Linked DNA regions of Anas platyrhynchos: region 1 is linked to region 2. Evidence: chromatin contacts called from public Hi-C data. All regions are on one chromosome and are shown on one strand. Each heading gives the region's core, a stretch centred on a gene start, on an enhancer-like site or on the middle of the called end of the contact. The rest is flanking DNA. Distances are from core to core; before and after follow the strand shown.

What was found. Hi-C and Micro-C count contacts between places; a contact is called where the count stands out from the background.
Region 1: a Hi-C map of liver shows a contact between it and region 2, with 2.6 times the contacts expected there. The contact joins the enhancer-like site here to the promoter of KCNE4 in region 2. A contact is called at or near these places in 2 of 8 Hi-C or Micro-C datasets (liver and subcutaneous adipose tissue).

The regions. Positions count from the first base shown.
Region 1 is chr9:21,550,847-21,555,984 of IASCAAS_PekinDuck_T2T, reverse strand. It overlaps LOC106019236 (a long non-coding RNA gene), which reads right to left. Exons shown (of 9, transcript XR_011811326.1): 3 at 4,196-4,376; 4 at 3,241-3,368; 5 at 2,085-2,133. Among named protein-coding and RNA genes, the nearest start is that of SCG2, 44 kb to the left of the region's middle. Within about 2 kb of position 2,429, at least 4 of the 8 cell types and tissues checked have an H3K27ac peak or open chromatin away from gene starts, as enhancers often do.
Region 2 is chr9:21,460,223-21,464,962 of IASCAAS_PekinDuck_T2T, reverse strand. KCNE4 (potassium voltage-gated channel subfamily E regulatory subunit 4) reads right to left here and starts at 3,032. Exons shown (of 3, transcript XM_021276891.4): 1 at 2,909-3,032.

The DNA.
Region 1 (5,138 bases), core at 1,180-3,679, 92 kb before region 2:
TTTACGACAGTAATCCCATTTTCTGCAAGTAATTATATGTATTTATTACACACTGCAAACTGCTTCATAGCTTTAATAACTTGCTATCTCATACTGCTTCCAGAAACCAGAATCCATATTCAATTTTCACGTCTGGAAATTTAGGACAGTAATTGCACTTAATTATTAGAAATTTTATAAGGTCCTTGGTATTCTGTGCCTATTTAGAAGAGATAGCAAATTTAAAATTATTCTCTACATCAGTAAAACATACCCTCATCTTTTGACTTTTTCTTGTGCTATTCTGCAGTTTTTGTTGTTGGGGAAAAAAAAAAAACAACACATAACAAAGAAACTAGGAATATGGTTCTTAAGAGACCACAGCAGAAGTACACATTGTTTTCTAGAAAATAACTTCCTACAGCTAAAGAAATGCTCAAGAAATAGGTATTAGTTTAGAAAGTCTTTAAAAGACTTTACACTTTCTGAACTCTTTCCCAAATCCTAAGAGCAGACCCAAAAGACACCCCCACAACATGCTTTTGGCAAGCGAATGTTGGCCACCCTTCCTGCTGAAGCTTGCCTGCTGTGCACCAAGGATACAGAGGCTCCTGAGGCAGCGAGGTGGCCAAATATTTACTGCTGGCCAAATATTTATTGCTGGCCTCAGCAGCAACGAGGGAGTTCTGAGCTCCATCATGGCCCTCCTTCCTCAGCTCTCCCTAGAGGACAGGATCTAGAAAGGGATCCTGGGCTGTGAACATGGACAGGACTTCTGCCTGGTGGGATCTTCCTGCACACCCAGTCTCCTGCTGCTGTCCCTCACTGGTACCCACAGTAGTTCCTCAGGTGACACGCTTTGTCACTCAGTCCCCAGATGATTTCCTATCTTTTCTCCCTGTTGAGAGACCCCGTTTTCAGTGCTGGGAAAGATGGTGAAAATAACAAATGCAACTTCAGCAAGAAGAGGCACAGGGCGTTAAACAAGGAAGGTTGCTTCCTACATCAGGCCAGGGTTCTCATGTATTTCAGGCATGACTTTAGCCACTCCAAAGTTTTTTTTTTTCTTTAAAAAAAAAGAGTTGGAAAAGCCTTCTCAGACCTCATGAATCATTCCCAGCTAATGAGAGTAAGATGTGGTTCGGCTATCAAATAAACATGCGTTATCTGCTCAGCCTTGGCGGACGTGACTGCATGGCTGCAGCTCATCAGCAGTGCCTCAGGCTTCCAGCGATTTGAATAAACAGGTAAAGATTAAGTTTCACTTTGCTTTTTTACTGTTGTGTGTACTGATTTATCTGGTAACTGAAAATCCTCAAGGAAGACGGTGCTAAATGCACTGGTGAGTTCCTATAAGGTTAAATTCACCCTTGTACCTGTAAGATTTTAGTAATTTACAGAAAGAAAACAGTGCTCTGAAGGTTCTGAAGGTAGGATGAACTAGAATCACCAATTATAACACATCTGGGGGAAAAAGGAAAAACAAGAAAGCAAACAGTGCTTTAAGTTTTTTGTTTGTTTGTTTTAAGTTCTCCTGGCTCTTCACTTCTGTCTGCAGACAGATACCAAATGCTTGGAGAAGTGTATTTTAAAAAGTTGTGGCTCTGGAAGACAGCAGTCATAGTCGTGTATATGGATGGGAAGGTATATCAGAACGCTCACACAATCCTGGCAAGCTGTATCATTGAAAAATGGGGCAAAGAGCTTCCACAAAGATACTCTAAAGCAGGAAAAATTCCCCCTGACGCCACCAAGACTGCTGCTTAGATAAAGGCTGATGTCTCAGATCATTGGAAGGGAAAGCACATTGGTGAGCAAATTTCATCACATCAGAGACAGTTCAAGCAGTCCACAACAGGAACATAACCATAGTGATAATAATTAAAAATATTAATCAGATGTGTGACTTCTGTTTGTTTATAATTTCAGCAAAGCTCTGTATTTCACAGCTTCATATAAAATAAGAGCTTTATGCATTTACACATCTAACTTAGGAGCAGAGTTGGCACTTTTCCTAAATCAATATATTTTTTTCCCAACACACCTGTATTTAGAGAATATTAAAAAATAAAATAAAATATGTGCTTCACCTAAATGCAACTCACTTGGGTCTGTCGTCGTGGGTGGATCAAATCAGCCAGTCCGGTGACAGCCCTGTGACAACCAAACAAATGATGGTCATGGCCATTGTAATACATCAGATATTACAGAGGGAAATTTTTCCCATCTTCTGAAATGTAAATATAACTTCTGTTCTACAGATGTGTGGAGATGTAACCAAGCAACACTTGATAGCTCGTAAGCAAATCCTAAAAACATCTCAAGGAGACTGCTTTCCATTTTTAATCTGTCTGTGTAGAAATAAGTGATCTCAGACAACTGGGGTTGATTTGTGACGGCGTGCAGCACATTATCTTTGCAAAGAGCAGGGTTTGGATGTCTAGCATTCCACCGTCACCAAACCATCCAGGAACCAAGGCTCTATCCTGGATCCCCCCCCTGCTCAGACCATTCCAGACCATTCCTGTGGTTTCACTGGCAGCAGCGTTTGGTTTGGTCGCAGCTGAGACAAAAGACCCTCCCTCTTCTTGTGTGTTTCTTCTTCCTGTTCCTGCCCCTAGCTGGGCAGCCCAACCTCTCTCTGCCTGCCAGGCACCTGCCTCAGCAGCTGCTTGGATTTATCTGACCAGAAAACTTGTGAGGCTTTTTGTTCTGTTAAATTGCTTCCTACACGTCCAAGCTGGCACCAAATGAGCCAGAGGCAAAACAGCAGGGGAGACATGGCTGGAGTGGGGAAGGTGGAGATGGAGGAGGTGGAGAAACACCTTCCCCACTGGGCCTCCCACATTTTTCTGCCACGCTGAGCCACCAGGCAGTGCCCTACCTACCCTACCGGGAAATAGCATGGACTGAGAAACACATTTCCCAGGGATGGGAGAGCCGGGGGGGACATGGGACTGGAAACTGATGCACCTGAGAGCAACCTACAGCTTTATTATAACTATTCTTCTAATAGTTTTAGGCACAATTTTTTGGTAGTCTGGGGAGGAACAAAGGCAGGAAGTACTGGTATAGTATTTCAGCCAATAAATATTTGCCAGTGTCCCCTCCACCTGATTTTGTTGTGCGATAGGCTAACAGACTTTCATTTAAAGTAAAATTAAAATTTCCCCCAGCCTCTCTTCTTACAAGCTGCACAGAATGGCTTGGGAGCTGCTGTGCTCTGAGCAATGCTTCATACACCAATTGCATCTCTCTTACCTTGTGCTCAGCTCATCATAGCCACCTGCTGTTTTCTACATCGTATTGAGACTGCGTGTGGAGCAACAGTCCTCTGCTATATACTTGCTCATATGCCTGTCTCTCAGGCTGGACTCCAGCTGGATTGTCTGTATGATTAAAAAAAATTAAAAAATAAAAGGATAATAGAATGACTATCCTGAGGAAAGAGTCCAGCTACTTGTCCTCAGAATACAGCCTGTTGTAAAAACTAAAACCAACAACGACAGCAACAAAAATGAACACAGTGAGGAAGGGTTCCTTTCCACATGTGTTGTTTTTGGGGTAGCGAGGGTGTAACAAGCAGCAGGTTGAAAAACATTTTCCCCCAGCAGTTTGATGTTTCCTCCGACAGCCTGCCTCGCAGCTGTGTTTCAAATTAAACGTGACAGACAAGTGATGCCACCGCAGAGGTTTGCTTGTGTGATTGATAGGAGTATTGTTGCAATGACCTCAAGGAAACATGCACAGCAAAAGACTCCTTGCTATTTGGTAGTGCTCTGTAGTACGGTAAGAGCTTGCAGCAGCTACAGCCTCCCTGAGATCTGTCAAGAAGGCTTACATTCATCAAGCACGGAACCGATGCAGTGCACCAGACAGCTTGCAGGCCACTTGTTTGCAACAACAATATCAAGCTCTCACAATACTATATCTATACCTCTGGAGAGTCAGATAGAGATAACATGATCTTAAGAGACAGGACTCTTCGCTCTCTGCCAACCGAACATTCAAGTAAAAACACCAGCGTAGGATGTTTAATGCTTCATCTGTGTCCAGCACAGTGACATATATCATTTTAGCAAGAACATCCCTGGATGATGAAGTAAACTAAAATGTTCACATTAAAAAATAACGAAGGGAAGCTATTCTTGGAGCCATTTGGGCCACCAGATTCTTCCTAAATGGTGCAGAAATATCAGCTTTGAATAATTAATACCTGAAGCAGGCAATTCTCACTCAGGAAAAGGAAGCAGCATAGGTCGGTCCTCCAGTAGTCCTTCCTTCCAGCAGCAGCAGTTACCTTTGGTACTGCCTTTCACAGGGGACTGCAGAGCAGCAATGACAGGTCACAGCCACGCTCAGCTCCGGGAGGGAGGGTCAAGGTCTATCAAGACGGCCTGTTGGAAAGAAGAGGGTTCATCATGTCGCACAGTCCTCCCAATCCAGGACCTCAACAGTCCTATCAGTGCAAGTGCTCCCTTCTTTTTCAGATCTGACCACAAGTCACTCACCTGCACATACAGACCTCAGGGATCACCTCCAGGTGCTGCTTCTTAAAAATGCTGGTCTACATTTGCAGATCCATTTGATAACAGAGTCGAAGACCCACTTCACTATGAGAATTTATGACGCTGACCAAGCATGGAAATACCAAGCAATTAAAACAGGTCTCTGCCTTGGAAGTAAGGGTGAGAACCAGAATACAACCTCATGTTCAAAGCCTGCATCTCCATGCAAGACCCTCTTCCTCACAAAACTTGAGCAGAGACTGCAAAAGTCGAGGGGCAGTTTTCAGCTGAACTTGAAACTAGAAAGACATTCTGGCAACGCACATACATGTAGCTCTGAGCACAAATGTGGCAGTGAGGTACCATGTTCCTGCAGGGAAAGCGAGCTCCATGACACTGTGCAACTACACAGCAAAATTTTAGGTTTTGAAACAATGGATTTCTAAAATCACTCACACAATACAAAGGCACATGAGATGGCAAAAATACCTGCATACTCTTCTTTTTTTTTTTTTTTTTTTTTTTTTTTTAACATGCTCCCATTTTTTGTACCATGTAAATGAGGTTTCCAGTCCAATAAATGCAAAGTGGGGGTCAGCTCAGTGGATGCTCTCACGTGAAAGACCATCTTAAGGCTTCTCCAAGGTACCA
Region 2 (4,740 bases), core at 1,783-4,282:
CATCCCAGGTCACCGTGACCTTCAGCACGCACCGGATTTTTCACTTTCACATGGATACCAGATGTTGAGCACTCTCCCTCTCATGTCCCAGGCCCCCAGGCTTTTGTACAACATCAGGCACCGGCCATCATCAGTGTTTCTAATGCTGCCTTCGAGTTTTTGTTGTAAAACCTCCGCGTTTGCTGTAGCTGCTGAGGCAAATGTCACACCCCATTAATTTTTGCTCTCCACCCTGTTGATCTGAATCTTCATGGGACTGCAAATGCAGTTCAGATTTCATCACTGCCGTTTTCTGCAGCAGCCCCTTTCAAGCTGAAGCAACTAAGACAGCACTTCAGTTTGATTTATTACATCTTGGCATCTGTTGACTGTACTTACTTTTAGAGCATAAAGTACTCAGAACAGTTATTTGCATTATTATTCCAAAAGTCTGCTTTGGAAACCACAACAAAAGGCACCAAATAGCAATGCGGGATGCAAATAGCAGCGGCTGGATGAAACTCAGGTGTATAGCAAAGAGGAAAGAAAGCGAACAAAGGAGGCAGCAATAACACACGTATCTTCTCAAATAGGAGGAATTCTTCATGGCAAGGGAGGGATGGCACAAAACTGCAAGTTCTGAAGCCCACCGCTGAACTCTCAGCCCCTAATGGCGAACCCATCTGGAGCCTGCCTTTGGTCCTGTAAGGGTTGGTTTTCCCCTTTAGTGTCCAGATAAAACACAGTAACAAAAGATGATTGCTGAAAGCGGGCTGAGGTCTGTTCTGAAGGATGACCTTGCAAAGCCCCACGAAGCCTTGGAGTCAGTGTGGTTTCACAGCATTAGTCACTGGGGCCACAGATGTGAGTGCAGACAGCTCGTCTCTAAACGCATAATGCAAAGAACTGTGTGCAGTGCAGGGTCGTGCCAGCTCTAACAGAACGGGATTTCTTCCCCCATCGCTGGTAGAAAAGACTCATTTCTTTCTGTTAACACCAGCAGAGGTAATCCAGCCTCATGGGGACAACTGATGGAGCTCCAGTGATGTAATCTTCCATTAGACCCTGACTGATGCAAACCCCCAAGCCCAGCACTACCACCACCACCTTACTTTTTGCCTCCTGCATGAAAGAAGTTTCAAAAGAGCTCCAAGAGACAAGGAAAGCCCAAGGAAAAGCCCATCAGGAGAAGTCCTCCCCTGATATCTCCATCATCAGCACAGTGAGTTCATACCGTGCAGGTTAGGTACACCCTATGGGCAAAAAATGGACATCAAAACTGGACAGAAAATGAGCAGCCCCCTGGGAAACACTGCTGTGCTCCCCATGAGGCACAGCCACACCATCCACGGAAAGCTGTCCCCACGTCATACACTGAACAGAGAAAGAAGAGCGACTTTGACAATGCAACAGAGATTGATTAAAGGAATCAAAATGAAGTCCCCAAATTTATTTTTAAAAAGTGACACCAAAGAAAATGAATTTAATAACGTATAGCTGCCTACCGTTACCAGGGGCAGCTTACTTGCAGTGACAGAAGAAACCAGAGGAGATATATTTTGCATGTGCCGGCATTTATATCTCAGTGGGGAGATATCACCCCGTCCTGATTCTATTTGCTTTGCTAAAGTAAAGACAGCCATTAGTTTGATGGAATTATGCTTTTAGAGCTAGGGGAAAACAGTCTCCTTTCTTGGCTGCTTGTAACATGTGAATAATCAGCCCAAAGTAAACAATGTGTGGTCTTGTGTGGTCTTTTTGCTCTTCATATTGAGCTGGTATTTCACTCAAATCTAGGAAGCGACAGGAAGTTGAGAATTCTGCACAGATACTGATGATCCTGCATTTTCCTAGCAAGCTCTAGAAAAGCAACATGTTTTGGAAAAAGAAAAAAAAAAAAAAGTGCTATTCCAGAGGGGAAATACAAGAAAAACATCTCTAGACACACAGAATTAATTAATACTCCTCTGAGTTACATAACTGAAGAATCCTGCTGTGGCCATAGTCACAGAATTTCCTGACTTTCATGAACACACACTTGAATATTCACGTATCAGTGGAATGCTAATCAATCCTGAAACTGAAAGGTCAGAAGAGTTCCTGAAGGCACCGTAACTGTGTATGGTGTGTAGTAAACCCAGTTCATGGTATGTGGTGGTTGCTCAGGCTGGGAAGCAGCAGCAGCGTGCAGCAGAAGGGCGCAGCACAGTGGGCTTTGTTCCTTTTGCTGCTGTGCTGCAGGCAAGGGGTCTGTTTGCAGCAAGGATCCTGAATGACGATGACTTTTTGATATGCTGCTACCCATTTCCAGATGAATACAGAGAGGGAAAAGGCCACGTTGCTTGTCTTGCCCATCATGTGCTCGCTCAGCCCCCACGTTCCCTGCCAGCCTCCCCCATGGCTGGGGATGCGCACAAGCCATCTATTTTGCAGGCTCCTTCTGCCCCATGGGCTCACCCTCAGGCTCTGTGCATTGTACAGGCAAGGAGACACAGCCCATTCTCATCCCAAGTCCTTCAACCATCAACTGAAATTGCAAACTAGATGCCACTGCTTTGAAAACCAGCACTCACGCAGTCTGTACGTACGTGGTGGGGTCACAGCTACTCCTGCTTCTCGCCACCTTCTGCATCTGCACCTCTGGTCCCTCTCCTTTGATTTCTCCCACGTTATCCCATTTTCAACATTGATGTCCTTCACAAACCAGCCTGCCAAAGTTACTTCTTCAAAGCCCTCTAAAAACCACCTGCTTGCCTGTAGTTGTAGGGAGAAGGGATGTGGGAAAGATTTTAAGGACAGTCTAAATAACACCACAAGACAATAAATACCCAGCCACACGCAGATACGTCCCTCAGCACCACGCATTCGCATTGCTTGCCCATGTCCCCTGTAGCTTTTCTGTGGCATTTCTGCTCATCAGCATACTTACTGCGCCACATGCGATCACAGTGAAGCTGCTGTGGGATGGGGCTGGCTCTGCCGTGAGCGAGACACCTCGCGTCCTCCGAGCCCCAGAACAGCACCGAGCATCTGCCAAGCGCATTCAGCTGGGGCAGCCTAGCAAAGCTCTGAGCGCTCTCTGAATATCGCCCTCTATGAGAAAACTGCCAGAAAAGGCTCCCTCCTGCTCCCAAAAGATAAACTTTGGTTGCCACATGTCCCTGGGGGGCCAGCCCCACTCCTTGCCCCCGCCAGCAGCGGCGCTGGCGCAAGGCACATTCCAGGAATGCTTCCAGCTGGAGCGCCCACGTCTTGCTCTCCCCTGTCTCTCCCAAAGGCTGGGACATGTTTTGGCCAGGCCTTTAAAGAAAATTCTTTAAATGGTTGCTCATTCTTGAGCAGAAATGGGTATATCTATCTGGAAGGTTCCAGTCCTTGCTGCCTGGTACATCGTACTGGGACTGGAGCCCAGACATAGAGAACATGCAACCTAAATCAATTGCTTGTAAGCAACAGCTTCAAATGAAAAAAAATGTCTGCAGATTTAGTTGCTGTGGACATATCTTGGCATTCGGACTAGCTACCAGCATAAGCGAGGAAAGAAGAAAACAAGAAAAACATCAGCTTTCTGGGATTAAGGAGCCTTGGTGATTAAGCTTTTTGATTTTCTGCTGAACCAACCAATGCATCTCAAATAAAAATGGCCCTTTGTTATTTTCCAAAACCCAAGAATTAACAAGATAAGCCCACATTCCCATCAAAGTTTTGGTCTATCATAAAGTCTTCTTTTAAATACCAAGCTAGCTCTCTGGGAAGAGCATGCAAAAGAGAACAAAAGAGCAGAAAGCATATGGTCACTGAGGCACTGAATGATGAGCTGTGCCAGGATGCAGGCTGGAGGCAGCGAGGGGAGAAAACCCTTATTCTCCTCTCCTGTGGGACATGGTTGCAAAGAAACAGACCAGAATAAAACAAAACTCTTATCTTTCAACTATGAGAAGGATAAAAAGCAACGGCAAAATCATTCACAACCAGGAGCCCTGTCCCTGTGGCACTCAGCAGACTGCGTATCACGGGATGCTGAGCCCCCGTAGGAAGCCCACGGCCCCAGGAGTTCTCTCTCTCCAGCTCCCACTGAGCTCCATTTCTAAGGACAGAAAATATCTGCTATATTACAGGCAGTCAAGAAGCACAGGCTTAGCCTGTGAACTTCTCATTTCCGTTAGATACGGCAAATCCTCCCAGGGGTCATTTCCACTGAAGTTGCTGGGTTTGTTTGTTTGTTTTATAAGGTGAATCATATTCTGCCCTTTAGGCTTAATACCTAAATCCCTTCGTAGATAAAATTCCTACCAACCCTACTAGCTCTGCAAGTTGCCAGCCTAATAACATCATATCCCATTGATGTCTATAGGCATGACGATCGATCAGCTCTACATAGCACTCCAAAACAACACGCCTGTCTGACTACAAATCTGTCATCTGTCTCACTGCAGACGTTGCTGTAGCACCTCCAGGTCTCAGGGTCTACTGCTACTGCCAGTTTCTGGTATAGCCCTGTCGTTCCCTCCATCTCACGCACAGCCCACCTGTCTGCAATACCTCCTACAGGGAGTAGAGCCTCCTCACAGATGAAAAGCCCCCTAGGGGAAGCCTAGGTCATTGCCAAAATACCGAGTTGTCTGTGTAGTTTTGGGGTATTTTTTTTTCTAATGAGTGGTTTCAGGGTATGATGAATCTCAAAAGGGAAAAAAATAAAATAAGATAGAGGCATTGACTCAGTTATCCAGCTCTCAGAAACATCAAATAAATTGCCCAGCT